2 separate regions of the Lactuca sativa genome follow, and region 1 is linked to region 2. Evidence: chromatin contacts called from public Hi-C data. All regions are on one chromosome and are shown on one strand. Each heading gives the region's core, a stretch centred on a gene start, on an enhancer-like site or on the middle of the called end of the contact. The rest is flanking DNA. Distances are from core to core; before and after follow the strand shown. Region 1 holds the start of LOC111904100 (DNA-directed RNA polymerase V subunit 5A). Region 2 holds the start of LOC111904101 (receptor-like protein kinase HERK 1).

Region 1 (3,181 bases), core at 483-2,982, 250 kb before region 2:
CACCACCACCACTAACCCGTCACTAGCACCACCATCATCGTTGCCGCCGACATCACCACCACTGATACAATTGCCGCCGCCACCACCATCGCATGTCATCACCACCACCGCCGCCGACCCGCTACCGTCACCGCCCCCACCCATACCCTACCACCGCTACCGTTTTCTAAAAATGAAAATTGATAGAAAAATACACATCTAAACACGTTTTCTAATTTTCTAAAACTGAAAATGAAAAATGAATAAATTTAACTAAATGCGTTTTCAAAAAATTTCAATGAAAAATGAAAACGGGAAACGAAAATCAAAAAGGGAAAACAAAAAACGAAAAATGAAAAGTGTTTTTCTGTAACTAAACGCAACCTTAGTGTTCTAGAAGTGGGGCCCTTATGGGTAATCAACAAGACACTTACTTGGAATATTTCGACCTTGAATGAAAAAAGATCCACTGCTTTCATAGCCTGATTTGTAATGTGATTTTGCACTACAATTATCAAACGGCTTAAACTCTCCTTATTCATGATCTGTGTTGCAATCCAACGGATGGCATTCACTTTTACCACACCCGTCCCACAGAAAACAGCGAGAATCTGTGATCATGAAAAACAAAGCAGAAAGTTTCAAACTTTCAGTCTGAAAATGTAAACAGATAACATGTATACTGAATTGCTTGGTGGGTTTCGTTTCTATTGAAGAACAACATAACCAGTCTTTTTTTGGTCGAAGCCCTAATTTCACATTTCAATTGACATGGATTTTGTTACAAATGGAGCACCAAGATTGTTGCTTCTGCAGCATTTGTTATCTTCATCGATATTGATTTGAGTTCAATGCAAAAAGAAGACATGCATCAATTTCCTGTTCAAGAATACACCTTGTGTGTGTGTGTTCTTGTTTGTTTTGTGAGGAAGGAAGGAAATTTGCCTCTAATTTTCGAAGCAATAATCAAACATCAAAGTCCTAAAATCCATGCAATCGGTTCTAAGATCGTAGAATAAATCAATTCGATTTCCCTAATTCGGCTGGTGACATAATGTATTCAAGAAACCAGAACGAAAGCGAATTTCCAAAATCACAAACGATTTTAACAAAATCAAGAATCGGACGCCCAAAATAGAGAAAGATTATCTTCTGATTGTCAAAGAACAAACCCATTTTAGATTTCAAAAAAAGATTCGAAAAGAATTAGGGAAAGGTTCGAGAGAGTAGTCAGAAACCTTATTATCAGGATCAGAAACATGAGAAGCGCTGATACGAAGACGGTCAACGTCGACAGCTTGACCATGGAGGTCCCGGAACTGCTGGAGAGTGAACTCGATTTCCGAATTTGAGATATCGTACCCTCTGTCTCTGAGCATCTCTAACAGTGTTCTACGTGAAAGGTAGTATCTGTGACTCTCAGTGCTACCTTCGTCAACAAAGCTGCTCAAACACCTACCTGTTCCTCCTCCGCCTCCGCCTCCGCCGCCGTTACTCATCTCCGTTTCCATGGCATCTGCGCCATTCTCGCCCATTTCTCTGTAGAATTAAAGTGGGTAGTTTGGTTTGGCCTGTGGATTTGTGTGTTTTGGTTGTAGGTATTCACGTTGCTTTGAAATTCGTGCACTTTGTCAGTGTTGGGTTTCCTGAAAACCGATTGTGGTGGGTGCAAACAGCGAATTCGAACGTCGAGACTCGAGAGGGTTTTTACGATCAACTTGTTGCCCTTGACATTAACAAGGTAGTTCTGGTGAATAGCATAATACAACTATATAATTAAAATATTTATAGTACATAAAATAAATGTTTATGTAAAATACAACTATATCATTTAAATATTTATAAATATATATTTTATATATTTTACAAACAATAGCATTGAGTTCACTTTGATATACAATATTTTTATGTTAAATTAATATAAAACATTAATTATATATATATATATATATATATATATATATATATATATATATATATATATATATATATATATAGGGAGTGGTTCAAATGAGAACAAAAAAAGGTTAAGAACCGTAAGAACCTCTAACTTTAAATGTTTATAAAGAGTTTAGGGTAACCGTAAACCCTAAACTCTAATCCCTTTATAAACACCTTAAACCCTTTATAAACATCTAAAATTAGAGGTTCTTACGGTTCTTAACTTTTTTTGGTTCTCATTTGAACATATATATATATATATATATATATATATATATATATATATATATATATATATATATATATATATATATATATATATATACACGATAAGACAGACATCTATTAAAACTATATAATTTCATTTATTTCAATAATTTCTACGCCTAAATTATTTATAAATAATATATGTTTCAATGGTATTTATAGTTATTGTTATTATTAATTAATTTTTTAAAGAATTATTTGCTTAACATTTAAATTTCTATCATTGTAATTATTTCAAATACCAAACATTGTTTAATATTATTAATCAATTGTTAATTATTATTTGAAAAATATAGAGTTTCAAATGCAAAAGAAAAAATGCCTTATTTATATATATATATATATATATATATATATATATATATATATATATATATATATATATATATATATATATATATATATATATATATATATATATATATATATACGATAAGACAGACATCTATTAAAAATATATAATTTCATTCATTTCAATAATTTCTACGCATAAATTATTTATAAATAATATATGTTTCAATGGTATTTATAGTTATTGTTATTATTAATTAATTTTTTAAAGAATTATTTGCTTAACATTTATATATATATATATATATATATATATATATATATATATATATATCTTTCTAGTAATTTATATTATTGATAGGACCTTATTTAACTATCTATTTGAGGTCATGATTAAAATGTTACATTTTTAGATATATGATATTTAATATATTTGAAAATATTCAAGTAAAGTTAAAATGAGAGTTGTAATGCAAAATGAGGAAAATGGTGCTGAAAAGTACACAAAAATAATATTGATGGCAACTTGACCCCTCATCAATATTTTGGTCATAACTCATGACTCGTAACTCCGATTAAGGTCATTCAAAATGATCTGAAAACAAGAAAAATTCTAGAAGACTTTTGTGTTTGGGCTAAAACGTGAAATTCAACCACCATGACGTGGTAAATTGAAACTTTGCGATCATTGAGCTAACTTGGA
Region 2 (3,048 bases), core at 394-2,893:
TATTTTAATTTTATGAAAAATAAGAACCATTTTTGCAAATTCGTTATTAAGAAGGGACCATTTATGTAGTTTTTCTGAAACTTAGAGATCATTCCTGTTAAAAGAATTCAACATATGGACCTATTTTATAAATTAAAAGTGTAATTTGTTTTCTGATCATTTATGCAACTTTCTTGTAAAAAGAGACTATTTTATAAGTTAAAGGGACTATTTTTGTATAAAATTTGTTTTGGAAGAGACTATTTGAATAAATATCTCAATGTAAAAAATTATAGAATAATTATTGTCATATTCATATGACAAATTTTAAATAAACCACATAGACCAAAAGATAGCTAATTCATTAATACGCAACTATAAAACTAAAAAGATATATTTACATAATCTACATTAACTACATATCTTTGAATTCAAGTAAACAAGAATCTAATATGGGTTTTGATTTGATTGAAATCGTAATATATTATAACTAAACTATATTTTTATTCCTTTATTATTATTATTATTATTATTATTATTATTATTATTATTATTATAGATTTGATTTTAAAATTATTTTTTATACAGATTGTCCTTGCAGTTTTATTTTATACAAATATATAGATATTTTGAATAAAAAGATAACTTTAAATATATAGATATTTTTAATAAAAAGATAACTTTAAGGACAGACATAAATATACTCACTATTATCGTATTGAATTTTTACTTCATAAATAAATTGTGGCATTATTATTCAACTCTTTTAATTATATATTTTTCCCTCAAAAGGCATGTAAAACTTATATTTTTCTTGAAATCATGTATCTATTAATTGTTTATATTAAAAAGAATTATCTACTGAACAATTTGAACTTCATATACATTAAGCAAGTGGATGTAATAATGAATCTATTATAATAGGTTTTCTCTTTGTCATTTGTTGCATTTTCATTTAATTTTTCAAATGTGATTTTATAGTTATTTTGAATTTTTTTTTTCTACATGTTATTTTATAAGTTTTTTTTTTTTATTTTTTAAATTTCATATAATATTTTATTGTAATAATTGTAATAAATATACTATTTAAATGGATATCAATGTCATTAATGAATTTATTTTTTAATTTTATAATTCTCAAAATTAAAGCTCATTTGTTTTTTTTTTGTTTATTTATTTAAATTTAAAAGATAAAAACTATTTCTATCATAATAATTCATTATTATTTTTTATTTTTTATAAATTTAAAGTTCTTAAATATTAAAACATTTATATATATATATATATATATATATATATATATATATATATATATATATATATATATATATTAACCTATGTAATACATAAGTCTCAGATGTATTTTTTTAACGATAAAACTAATAATTTTTTTAATGGATCTATATTTCTATGTTTGATATGGACTTGAACCCATTATTTAAAAAAAGCCACTATATATAAAATTAAAATAAAAAAAAGATGGACAACCCTAATCAATGCGGAAACAAACGAACGCTAGAATATGAATTGGGACAAAAGGCCAAACTTTATAGCGAATAACAGCTTTCGTGGACCTTATTTGAATTAAGAAAAGTGTAAGGGACCTATATAGAGCAGTTAGAAAGTTAAAGGTGACTAAGTAAAACATTTCCTTTGGTCTAATTCCGCCATTGCAGGCTTCTACCGAGGTTGTCTATTTTATCTTTTTTCTTCTCCGATTCTCTTTACACTCGTCTTCATCCACTACTCACCACCAACAAGAACAATCTCCATCATCCTTTTGAAAAAAAAGGAAAAAAACAAAACTTTCTTACCATTTCCCTTTGACCCCAAATTTCATCCTATCAATACACAGCTGATTTTTCATATTATTTTATTAATCGTTTTCGTTAACCCGAACGAATCTATCAATCTGTCACCATCTGATGCTTGCCGTCCTGTTCATACCGGCCTGGCTGGCTCCTCGCTAGATTTATGCTTTGATTAATCCCAATATCTTCTCTGTTCTCCACAGCGCATCAGTTAACATCTGGTTAATTCGTCAAATCTGCTGTTCTTGATCTGTCAGGTGTTTCATTTTCTTTCAATCTTATATGGGTATTGGATAGTAGATCTCTTAATTGCTACTGATCTGGGTTCAAGAACCCTAGATTTCTAATTTATCGAAGCAAACCCCTTTTGTTTTATCGATTATTGTGAAAACCCCCATCTGAAATCGAATTATTATGATGGGTTTTGTGGGGTTGAAGCTACTGTTTATCGGGGTTGTGTTCTTCTTGTGTTTATCTTCTTGTTATTCTCAGTTTAATCCGGCGGATAAGTATTCGATTGATTGTGGATCTCCGAGCAACACCACCATCGGCAATCGGGTGTTTTTATCTGATAGTTTGGCTTCGAGTTTTCTTTCAACCCCACAAAATGTTTTGGTTGATACTTCTGCAAATTCAATTCCTTCATCTGAATACTCTCCGCTGTATAAAACAGCAAGAATCTTTACACAAACATCTACATACACTTTTCGAATCACTCAAAGCGGTCGTCACTGGATCCGTCTTTATTTCTTCCCATTCTCCGCCAGTAATTACAATCTAACCACCGCAGTTTTCTCCGTTTCAACTCCAGATCACTCTCTGTTGAGCGATTTCAAAGCCGAAAGTGTTCAGACCAAAGAATATTCAGTAAATGTCACCTCCGGCGACCTTGAAATCACCTTTACACCTACCGGGAGTTCATTTGCTTTCTTGAATGGTTTAGAAGTTGTTTCGGTTCCAGATCCGTTGATCCCCGATGATGCAATGTCCGTCAACCCTCCGACAAACTTCAAAGGGATGTTGAATAAGGCGCTGGAGACGCTTGCTAGGGTGAACATGGGTGGTCCGGTGGTCACATCCAGGAATGATTCATTGTGGAGATCTTGGGTTACTGATCTGAGCTATTCAAAGAACCGGAATTTTGAATCGAATGTTTCAAATCCCACCGCTGTTAGATACCCACCCGACGGCGCTACTCAAGACGATGCTCCGGTCAGCGTCTATGGAACCGCCGCAACGATGGCATCTGAAAACGACC

What was found. Hi-C and Micro-C count contacts between places; a contact is called where the count stands out from the background.
Region 1: a contact with region 2 is called in a Hi-C map of leaf, with 5 times the contacts expected there. The contact joins the promoter of LOC111904100 here to the promoter of LOC111904101 in region 2. A contact is called at or near these places in 2 of 4 Hi-C or Micro-C datasets (both in leaf).

What each region holds. Positions count from the first base shown.
Region 1 is chr5:327,062,743-327,065,923 of Lsat_Salinas_v11, reverse strand. It overlaps LOC111904100 (DNA-directed RNA polymerase V subunit 5A), which reads right to left and starts at 1,732. Exons shown (of 4, transcript XM_023899876.3): 1 at 1,218-1,732; 2 at 414-590. The coding sequence starts at 1,514.
Region 2 is chr5:326,809,974-326,813,021 of Lsat_Salinas_v11, reverse strand. LOC111904101 (receptor-like protein kinase HERK 1) reads left to right here and starts at 1,643. Exons shown (of 1, transcript XM_023899877.3): 1 at 1,643-3,048. The coding sequence starts at 2,205.